2 separate regions of the Mus musculus genome follow, and region 2 is linked to region 1. A link is a contact called in public promoter capture Hi-C data. All regions are on one chromosome and are shown on one strand. The core of a region is the stretch at or near the end of the contact, and the rest is flanking DNA. Distances in the headings are between cores, read along the strand shown.

What was found. Capture Hi-C pulls out chosen DNA fragments and counts their contacts.
Region 2: a contact with region 1 is called in a promoter capture Hi-C map of adipose tissue. The contact joins the promoter of D4Ertd617e here to the promoter of Scmh1 in region 1. A contact is called at or near these places in 1 of 39 promoter capture datasets (pre-B cells) and 2 of 9 other capture datasets (adipose tissue and liver).

What each region holds. Positions count from the first base shown.
Region 1 is chr4:120,403,311-120,408,848 of GRCm38.p6, forward strand. It overlaps Scmh1 (sex comb on midleg homolog 1), which reads left to right and starts at 2,038. Exons shown (of 18, transcript NM_001379185.1): 1 at 2,038-2,146.
Region 2 is chr4:118,623,476-118,628,829 of GRCm38.p6, forward strand. It overlaps D4Ertd617e (DNA segment, Chr 4, ERATO Doi 617, expressed), which reads left to right and starts at 2,929. Exons shown (of 3, transcript NR_029469.1): 1 at 2,929-3,531. It overlaps Ebna1bp2 (EBNA1 binding protein 2), which reads left to right. Exons shown (of 9, transcript NM_026932.4): 6 at 136-211; 7 at 660-753; 8 at 2,048-2,210; 9 at 2,345-4,301. The coding sequence ends at 2,395.

The DNA of each region.
Region 1 (5,538 bases), core at 788-3,287:
TCTTCCCCACTTTCTCTTCTATTAGATCCAGGGTATCTGGTTTTCTGTAGAGGTCCTTGATCCACTTGGACTTGAACTTTGTACAGGGAGAAGGAAGGTCCATCCAGAGACTGCCCCACTTGGGAATCTATCCCGTATACAGTTGCCAAACCCAGACGCTATTGCAGATGCTAGAAAGTGCTTGCTGACTGGAGCCTGATATGGCTGTCTCCTGAGACGCTCTGCCAAAGCCTGACAGATACAGAGGCAGATGCTTGCAGCCAACTATTGGACTGAGCATGGGGTCCCCAATGAAGGAATTGGAGAAGGGACTGAAGGAACTGAGGGGGTTTGTAGCCCTATGGGGGGAGCAACAGTGTCAACTGGCCAGACCCCTCCCCCCCCAGCTCCCGGGGACTGGATCACCAACCAAAGAGTATACAGGGAGGGACCCATGGCTCCGGCCATATATGTGGCAGAGGATAGCCTCGTTGGACATCAGTGGGAGGAGCGGCCCTTGGGCCTTAGGGGTTTGATCCCTCAGTGTCGTGGAATGTCAAGGAGGGAAGGCATTGAGTGTGTGGGTGGGTGGGGGAGCACCCTCATAGAGGCTGGGGGAGCAGGGATAGGATAGGGGGTTTTTGGAGGGGAGACCTGGAAAGGGGATAACGTTTGAAATGTAATAAGGAAAATATCCAATAGAAGAGAGAGAGGAAAAAAAATTGAAGTTCTAGTGTAGATGTGCAAGGATCTGCCGTGCTTTGGCTTCCCTTCATTCTCTAACATTAACAGCATCACCACCAGATTCCCAGAGCCTCTCAGACTCTTGATAGCCATCCCTGCCACACCTTTGCTCTCAGTCTCTCCTCATCCTGAGAAGCCTTTCTTTGCAGCTTCCTCTAGGAACCAGATTGAATGAGCTTCGGGCTAAGTAAGGGCTGCTTTCCCGGAACTCTCTGGTTCTGGTGTGAGTTCCATAGCTGTGATAAAGACCCCTACCAAAAGCAACCTGGGAGAGGAAATGGTTTATTTGGCTTACACTTCCACAACATTGTTCATCTCTGAGGGAGGTGAGAACAGCAACAGGGAGACAGGAAATGAAGCTAGGCTATGGAGCAACATCCTTTATTGGCCTCTCTTTATACCACCTAGGACCACCTCTGCCCAGGGGTAGCACCTCCCACATCAATCATTAGACAAGAAAATGCCCACCCAGACTTTGCCTATAGGCCATTCTGATGGAGACTGTTATGCAACTGAGATTCCACCTTCTGAGATAAGAGTAGATTTGTTTCAGGCTGATAAAAATCAACCAGCATTTCCCTTAACACCTGACCTCCAGGCAAGAGCACAGCCAGTAAAATTGTGTGATCTTGGAGACGTAGCTCTCCCCCCCACCCCCATGAACTTCAGTTTCCGCGGGCTAAAACATAACGTTCTTGAGACACAATTGTGTGTGGGGTGGGGTAGCATCATTGGAAGGACCCTAGCCACTGTAGTACCTAGCACGCTAACATTCAAAGCCTACTACGGGGCAAAAGTGAAGGCCTGCTTTTGTTAGTCTTGTTGCACCTTTTGGGGCGCACTGGTTTTCTCCTCATAGTAGTTTTCCTCCCGCCTGCGCATTGGAAAGACTAAAGGTGCGAAGGAACTCTTTTAAGATTACTCCACAGCCGGCCACCAGCTGGGTGGGGGCTGAGGGCCGACGGGATTCGAACCTGGGACCTCAGAGGACGTCATTCACTTGTCTGGGAGACGCGAGCAATCCAGTGGGTCGCGGCTTTTTTTTTTTTTTTTTTTTTTTTTTTTTTTTTTTTAGGGCTGGCGGTCGCGAGGCGGGGGGAAGGCGCGAGGGGTCGCCCCTTCCCGCCGCCCCGCGCGCGCGCGCGAGAGAACCCAACGGCCGCGGCGCGCGCCACCTCGCGGCAGGAGTCTCTGGCGGGCGGGGCTGGGCAGCTCTCGCCCCCGCCCCCCGCCCCTCGGCCGCCGCCGCCGCCGCCGCCGCCGCCTCGGTGGAGCCCCCCGCCTCCCGCCGCCGCCTCAGCCGAGCCGCTCTCCAGAGCCGTCGCCCGCCCCTGCCGGCGTCCTCGCTCGCTCCCTGCGCAGCGGAAACATGGCGGCTGGATGGGAGTGAGCCGCCCGCGCCCCGCGCCGCTGTCGCCCTCAGGTAAGCGCCTCACTGCCACCCCCGGCCCGGTCCGGGCCCCTCAAGGCCCGCCTTACGGCCACGGGCTGGAGCGAGTCCCCGCCCGGTGACCCTGGTGTCTGTGTCCGCGGCCCTCCGGCGGCCGTGTCAACCCGGCCAGAACCCCGGCGGCCTGCGCCGCATCTGCTCGGGCCCAGTGTCCGGCGGCGGCCTGACGCGTCGGGGTCGGTCGGGGGCGCGGCGCGCGAGTCCCCGCACAGGGCCCCTTCCGAGCGGGGAGCAGGGCTTGGGGCGGAACCGGGAAGCCTGGCTCGGGCCCAGTGCGGGGGCTCTTTCGGGCTGCTGGGACGCGTCGCCAGAGAGATTCGCCTGGGTCCCAGCAGCGGAGCACCGGGGGTCGTGAACACAGTGGGCTTGGAGCTTTCTTCAGGGGTCCCGGGGCTGGGGGCGGGGTGGGGGAGACTCACTTGTGTCACCTGCCTGGAGCCGGGCAAACACCCGGCGGCTACAGAAGGTTTCGAACCTGAGACAGGGAACGGCGGACAACCTTAGAGCACAGCAGGGGAAGGAGTTCCCTAGTAGATAGGTGAACCCCAAAACATACCCCAAAGCGAAGAGATCTGAGAGTCATCCAGGCTCCCCCTACTCTTATCCTATTCGGGAAGGAAGTTATCTTTAAAAATTCCAAATAATACCCTAATAATTTGGCGAACCTTTTAGGACGGCTCTCCGTCCTAGTCCTAATAACCTTTCTAAAGTAAGGCCGTCCAGTCTGGTCCTGGATGGATTTGGTTATAGGTAGAAAGGAACGGCTGTCTCTCGTCTTTCTGCTTCGTTTCCTCTTGGGCAGCTGTTAAGAGTGAAGATAGTAATCGTGTCCCCTGAGTCTTATTTTGGCTAACTCCCAATTCCTTTAGTCTTTTTCTTTACTCTGGTCTTTGATCCGCTCCTTTGATGAGCACTGGTTTGCCCATATTGCCCCCACAGAAGAGCTTCTTGTGAGCAGAGAGACCAAGCTCAATCATTTCTAAGGGAAGAGCTTTGACCCTAAAGGACTGACCTTAAATAAAAAGTACTCTCCCTTCCTCATTTTCGTACTGCGTTGAACTTAGCGGGTGGGGGTAGGGAGGGGAGAGGGAAAAGCTGTATAGTAGTAGCATGTGTTCCCCCAAGCTAAAAGAGATCATCCTGTTTTGTGGTTTCTCTTCCTTTGAAAAATTGAACACTTCATCAAGTGAGCTAATGTATATCAAAAGATTGTACAGTGTAATATATCATGCAGATAAAAGAGCTTATTATTTTTGCTCTAAAAAGGACTGAGACCTAGATTGGTGCCAAACTGCAATTTAATATTTGCTTGGAGAGAGAACTGCCTTATGACAATGAACTCTGCTTTTTTTCCCTGCCAGCAGAAGGCCTCAACTTGCTGTGAAAAAAACACTTTCTGTTGCTCATTAAAAAAGCATTCCTTTTTTTTCCTTTTTTTTTTTTTAAAGTTTAATTCTTAGCCTTGGTGGTACGTAGGGTTAAAGTACTTAAAACGGATCTTTTATTAGTTTTTTAGACCTTTGCCTAAGCATCCCTGCAAACAAGTAATTTCTTAAGCCCATTAGGGAAGTGATGGCTTTGTAGATAAAATGCTAAGATCTGTGGCTGGGACCTCATTCAAGATCTGAGCAAAGTTTCACTGTTTTTGTAACTAAGGCAAGCGCATACCAGCAGTCAGAACTGTGTTTATCTTTGTACTTATGTCTTTGTTTTTTGAATTGGTTAGTGGTTTTTAAGTTTGTAGCACATAAGTCAAAATTTTAAAGGTGTTGCTTTTTAATTGTGTGTGTGTGTGTGTGCGCGCGCGCCCATGGAGGCTAGAGGAATAAGATTTCTCTACAACTGGAGTTATAGAGAGTTGTAAGATAACAGTTGGGTGCTAAGAGCTAGGCTTGGTTCCTCTGGAAGAGAGATACATGATCTTAAACATTGAGCTATCTCACCAGCTCCACACATGTCAGATTTTAATTTCTGGAATGTTAGTTTGTGCAAATACTGTTTCACTTTTGTGTAACTTGTTAAAGAATTATATGGTGCCATTCTGTACAGAACTGCACCCTCCAGGGTAAGGATTCAAAACTGGGAAAACTCTGATATGAACATTACAATGAAATTTAAACTTGCTGTATTGTAACCTTTATACTTATATACTACCATGTGTCAGGCATTGAGTTATGTATGGTGTAGACTGGACACACAGATAAGTGGGACATTTGTAACATTGTGGAGCTGGACCAATGTGGTGCTTACACAGGCTAGCTCAATAAAAGTTAAGCACTGCATGGAGAGTGAGGGCTTTTGAACTAGCCAGGCTTTGAGGGAAGGCTATGGGGAGGGATGAGCCTAGGCTCTGGTGATGAGGGGGCCAAGAGGAGTAGAATATGCCTTAGAGAAAATAGAACAAATAAAGGAAAAGTAAGAGAAAAGGATTGACCCCCACAAAACCCACAACACTTTGTGACTGCCAATAATGTAACGGTAGAGATAAAATATAGTAAATTATGAAGGTCCAGCCAGGCAAAGACTGTGTCATGGTGGACCTTGTATATATAAATATTGTGAAATTAATTCAGTGGGGGATGTTCTTTAATCACTGAAGGCTTACTTTAAAAAAAAGTAGACATGGTTGAAGTAACATTAAAAATGGTTACAGAGATGAAAAAGTAAGAAATGAGTTTGAGAAAGCTTATGAGGTCTTATGTGTATGAGGGAATAATTCATGTTGTATTCAGGTCTTAGGCTTGGATAACCATAGGAGGAGGGTGTCATTAATTGAAACAGGAAACACTTGGAGATGGGTTTATTTTATTCTTATTTTTAGATTTAGCAATTTTTTGAGTTAGACCAGGGGACAAATAATGGAAGTAATGTGGAAGAAAATAAATTGTGGTTAGGACATAAAATATTAGTTTATTATTATAAATAATAAAGTCTGATGTGGACCTGTTCTAGGTGACAACTAGATATGCATGTATATGTGTGTGCGGGATATATATATGTGTGTGCGGGAAAGCTAAGTGAAATACAGCAGAAGCGAAGGTCATTGAAGTGGAGTGTGGCGGAGCTGTGAGGACAGCAGAGTGATTTAGGATGATGGGATGAGGAAAAGAGGAAGATTGTGACCCAGGTGCAGTAAAGATAAAGGATTAATTGAGGTGGTAGATGACACAGGAGGCAGTCGGGCAGAAAGTGGTACTGCCAGATGGCACAAACCTCAGAGGAGGACTTTTAAATGCAGGAGTGGATAAGTCAGGGTTTTTACCTTTTCCTTACAGGCAGGGTTCTCATCTCTTCATTTTTATTCAGGGCTCATATCAAATATTGTTTGCACCAAGACTCTTTTTTGAGTCTTGAAAATAAGGAAA
Region 2 (5,354 bases), core at 1,679-4,178, 1.8 Mb before region 1:
GTGTCCCTGAGCACAGGTTCACTCGCCACCGTGGCACACCTGGGTGTATCCAGCATAGTGTGGTAGCAGTGGCTGAGCTGCAGTCTCTAGAGTGATGGTTTGGGATGCAGGGCTGACTTTGTGTCTGTCTCACAGGTGCAAACTGAGGTCCTGCAGAAGAGGCAGCGGGAGAAAGCACACATGATGAATGCCATCAAGAAATACCAGAAAGGTCAGTGTGGCTGTCTGCTAAGAGTGTAGGGAGCCTGGGTCTCAGTACCTTAGAACCGAGGGAGCTCTCTAGTGCTTCCAGTTACCTTGGTTTGAATCTACTGGGCTTATGCTTGGAAAATAGTGCGGGAACAAGACATGCTTCTTTTTTTTTGTCGTTTTTTTTTTTGTTTTGTTTTGTGTTTGTTTGTTTGTTTGTTTGTTTTGTTTTTCTGAGACAGGGTTTCTCTGTGTAGTCCTGGCTGTTCTGGAACTCACTCTGTAGACCAGGCTGGCCTCGAACTCAGAAATCCGCCTGCCTCTGCCTCCCAAGTGCTGGGATTAAAGGCGTGCACCATCACTGCCCGGCACAAGATGTGCTTCTTAAGATGCAGTTAGGGAATAGCAGCCATGTCCTGTATGCTCCTAGACATACAGTGGTGCTGATGTGAATGCTCTTCCCTGCACAGGCTTCTCTGATAAGCTGGATTTCCTGGAGGGTGACCAGAAGCCTGTGGAACGCAGTGCAAAGGCAGGAGGTAAAGGCCAGCAGATGAGTAAAGGGTAAGTAAGGGTCTCGGTTTGGATTTGTCTTCTGATGCGCCAGTCTTGTGATGGCCAACAGTCAGTCCGGCGAGGGAACTTCCCAGAGCAGGCCTCTAGTATCGGCTACTGCTGCTCAAGGGTCAGAGACTTTGATACTGTGGGGTTGGGTCCCTGGCTATAGCAGTGTTTGAAGGTGGAAATTGGTACTTGGATCATTTGAGGTGAGTGTCAAATGACTGTTCTACTCCATGACCCCCAGAGTGATGGTGGGGAGTCAGCCAGAGAAGTCAGAGGTAGTTCCAGCCACCACTCGGATGGAGGCTTTGAGCACCTCCCTTGTGACTGCTTCATTCACTGTGAGGCAGTGCTCTGTGCCTCAGTGCCGTGGAGACAGATGGAGCTGGCAGCTCACCGCTCCTCTTTTCAGAACTCTCTCTGCATAGGTGGACACAGACCTAAGGGAGGCACACTTAAAGCCCTGGCACAGTCTGGGGATGGCATTGTGGTGAGCCATCCCACCTGAGCCTAGCGTGAAGGACATGGACATCTGGGCAGGGAAGTGGGAGAGAAGCCTTTAGAGAAGGAAGACCTTGGATGAGCAGAGACACAGAGGTGTGAGGCCAGGACTTAGAGAACCTTCATCCTGTTGGCATTAGGGAGACAACAGTGGTTTGACTCAGTTATGGGCAGGTCATGTTCCGGTTTTGAGAAGGTAACAGAGTTGTATGTGTAAAGAAAAGGTAGGTAGGGAAGTGGAGGTCTAGTCTGTCTCCACTTGCACAGCAGCCCCGGTGAGCAAGGGTGATGCATCACAAGTGCCATGCGCTGGAAAACCAGGTGAGGGTGATTACGATGCAACGCGCAGGGCATGCGAGGCCTGTGCTGGGCCAATGGCAGGAGGCACCAATTACAAGTTGGCATTTCTAAGGAACTGGAGCCAGTCTAAGAGGGGAGGTGACATGGTTTGGCTAGACAGAATTTGAGAAGTTTCTGAAACTTGTTACATTTGAATGCTAACTGTGGTTTTGTCCATGAGAGGAATAGAGACACTTAGGGCTAAACTAGCTGATTGCATTACAATGGATGCCAGTGGAAGCAGGGAGCTGGTGGTGTTTATAGATCCTTTCTTCCTTTTCTTTGTTTGTTTTCCTTCTCATATGTCGTGAACAGATGAGTTTGCCTGGGTGGTTTGTAGAGTAAAAATATAAGCCAAGGAGAGCCTTAAGGACTGCAGAGATGAACCTGTGGCTGTCACCCAGCTATAAGGCTCATGGGGTTTACAGTGTACTGTCTGTGGGGCCACCTTTTTCAGGCCTAATGCCAAACGAAGATACAAAAATCAGAAGTTTGGTTTTGGTGGAAAGAAGAAAGGCTCCAAATGGAACACGAAAGAGAGCTACGACGATGTCTCCAGCTTCCGAGCCAAGGTGGCTCACGGCAAGGGCTCCAGGAGGCCTGGGAAGAAAGGGGCAAATGTAAGTGAGGGGTCCAAGTTGGGGCCTGATTAGTATCTTCTCAACCCCCTTTCTACTCCCCTTGACTCCTCACCCTGGCACAGAAGGCCAAGTGCTGTGTGTGACAACATATGGTTTTTGTTTTGTTTGTGCAGAAGAGACCCGGAAAACGAGCAAGACAGAAACTGAAGAGTAAAGCCCGCTGAGTAGCATCATCTTCTATAAAGAACCCAGGAGAAGGGGGGTGTACAGCACACTCAGTGTTTGTCCTGCTTTTTGTAGAAAATTATTTTAATAAATTAAACTTATGGAAGAAAGATACTCTTGGGTTAAAACCAGATACTTTTTAAAAGATGGAGAAGTTTGCACATTAAAGAGTATTGCTGCTGTTGGGCTGTTGTGGTGCACACCTGTAATCCCAGCACTTGGGAGGCAGAGGCAGGAGATCTCTGTTGAGTTCAAGGCCAGCTTGGTCTACAGAGGGAGTTTGGGACAGCCAGGGCCACAGAGAGATGCCCTTTCTTGGAAAAAACAAACCCAAAATCCAAACCAAAAGAATCTTAGTGTTTGTTGGCCATGCCTCTCTTTTGGTAGCTGCAGGGCGGGCCTCCACCTTACCGTTTCTTCGTCTCCCAGATGCCCTTTTACATTAGTCCCCCGGGAGGACTGGCTGTGGCAGGTTCCTGTGAGAGCCCGGGTCTGCCATAAACTGTTACATGGTCTCTGTTTTAGGCCATCTAGATTGGTCCCTTACTTCCTGTGCCTGGTATTTTCCTTTCTTATTTTATGCCTTTTGTTGTGTTCCATTTTTAAGATCTTTTAAAGAAAGGAAACAGGAAAAATTTCCACCTCCTATTCTGAAAGCGACTTTAATTTGACTGGTATGAATTGTGGCTTAAGATGCGAGGGCTACAGGCAGGGTCCTGCTGCCTCCCTTGGCCATGAGGACCGTGGGGCTTCTCATTCCCGTCCTTCCCTCCTAAGCTTTTCTGACAGTGGAAGCCTATGTATGGTGCTCTGCTTTCTGGGCTGGTATTTATTCTTTGATTAGGCTATTTAGAAAGATTCAGGTTTTAAAAAATATATTGTTTTTCAAGACAGGGTTTCTTGGTTTAGCCCTGGCTGTCCTGGAACTCACTTTGTAGACCGGGTGTCCTCAAACACAACAGACATTGCCTGCCCCTGCCTCTGCCTCCGGAGTGTTGGGATTAAAGCTGTGTGCCACTTTATGTGACAGATTCAGGCTTTTATCTGCCTAGTAACCCCTCTCTGCCATTTTATCATCTCAGGAACTTGTGCTTTCCCACAGTTACAGTGTCCTGATGTTTCCTGGATGGGAATGGTAAGTTTTGAGAATATTTTCTTCTGTTCCCTTCATCCTGTTTGAACTGTTTTCTTCCTTGGACATTTGGCTCCAAATTACATTTTGTTTTGAGACATTCTCAAACTGTAGCCCAAGCTGGCCTCAAACTGCTCCCCCTCCCTCTGCCTCCTAGTGCTGGGATTGTAGGCTTGCTGGCATCCCCATTCAGATGCAGCACTTTAGTGTTAATGGCTATAGTGTATATGTGTACAGTGTTGATGGTGATCAGTCAAGGTAATGGGCGTTTGTATCTCGTTCTCACTGCCGGTGCCCAGAGCTTCCTGCTTCTAAAAGGGCAGATGGCTGTGTATTAGGCAGACCTGCCTCTGTGCTGTAGACACTCAGTTTTTATGGCTCTCTCTACCCTGTCTCCCTTTCTCACGTTAAACACTGCCCACTTCACAATTAAGGTATAACCCTATATTCTATATCCTTAAGCAGTCCCTCATTTGGGATTTATTCTGCTGGGGTTTTGTAGTAATATACCTGTGATGGTTTGCATATTCTTGGCCCTGGGAGTGGCACTATTAGGTGTGGCCTTGTTGGAGGAAGTGTGTCACTGGGGGTGGGCAATGAGACCCTCCTCCTAACCAGATGGGAGCCAGTCTTCTAGCAGCCTTCAGATGAAGATGTAGAACTCTCAGCGGTGCAATGCTTGCCTGGACTCTCATGCTCCACCTTGATGATAAAGGACTGAATCTCTGAACCTGTCATCCAGCCCCAATGAAATAAATGTTGTGCTTATAAGAGGTTGGTCATGATGTCTGTTCACAGCAATGCAAACCCTAAAACACTACTTTGTTGCTCTATCAAAATACCTGAGTTGAAGTACTTCATAAAGAAGGGTTATTTACCTCAGCTTTGGTCAGTTTAGGTCCAGAATGGTAGTGCCTTCAGACGAGAGCAGCGGTGGCATGATGATGGTAGGTCTTACAGCAAGCAGAGGTTGTGGGGCCAGCCTTGTTTAACTTGCTTTTGTAGGAACAAAATTTGTGACACAGGTACCAACTCCACCAATGTCAATGCTCCTGGGACCTAATACCTGCCCCTAGGACTCATCTCTTAAAGGACCCCCTCATCTCATCACTTAAAGGATTGTGTACCTTCAGCATGTGAGCCCCTGGGGGGCAGATGGGGTCTGGATACAGGGGCAGCTTTCCGTAATGTCTGCTGAGCCTTGCTGGTTGGGTTGGAGATGCTGAGGTGCTTATGAGAGACTGCAGGTGTGCTGTGTGGCCCCTCTGGGTCCTGCTGCTAAATGGGGTAGTAACCAGCTTGTCTCTGCTCTCCTCTTTGCTCCTGAAATCATGCTTTGTTTTTAAGAAAGTTGAAAATAAGAACCACATGTATTACTAAGAAGATTTTCATGTTTTCTTATGGCATGCGGGTGCACACATGAGACAGTTGTGGTTTTATATGCTAGTGAATTTCTAGAAGCAAATAGTTTTGATCTCATTTCGGCTAAGTTCTGGTGGCACTGTTGTGTTTTCAGAAGACCTGATATTAACAGTTGACAGCACTCTGGGGTGTAGTGTAACCTCATCAGCCCAGTGGGAGCTGCAGAAGTAGAAGCTTTGAGTTCTGTGTGGAACATATTGAGATTAGGAAAACAGCTTGCCATGCTGAGTTATGAATACCACACCCTTTTATACAAGACTTAGAAGTGTCTTTCGCCCGTTTTCCTGGAGCAAAGGCATACGAGCAGAATCCATTGTTTCTTTTGTAGGACTTCTATCATGTCGTCTTATTATTCCGTCCCTGAAAATGAATTGACCAGTATGCACAAGTAGTATCTGTATTGC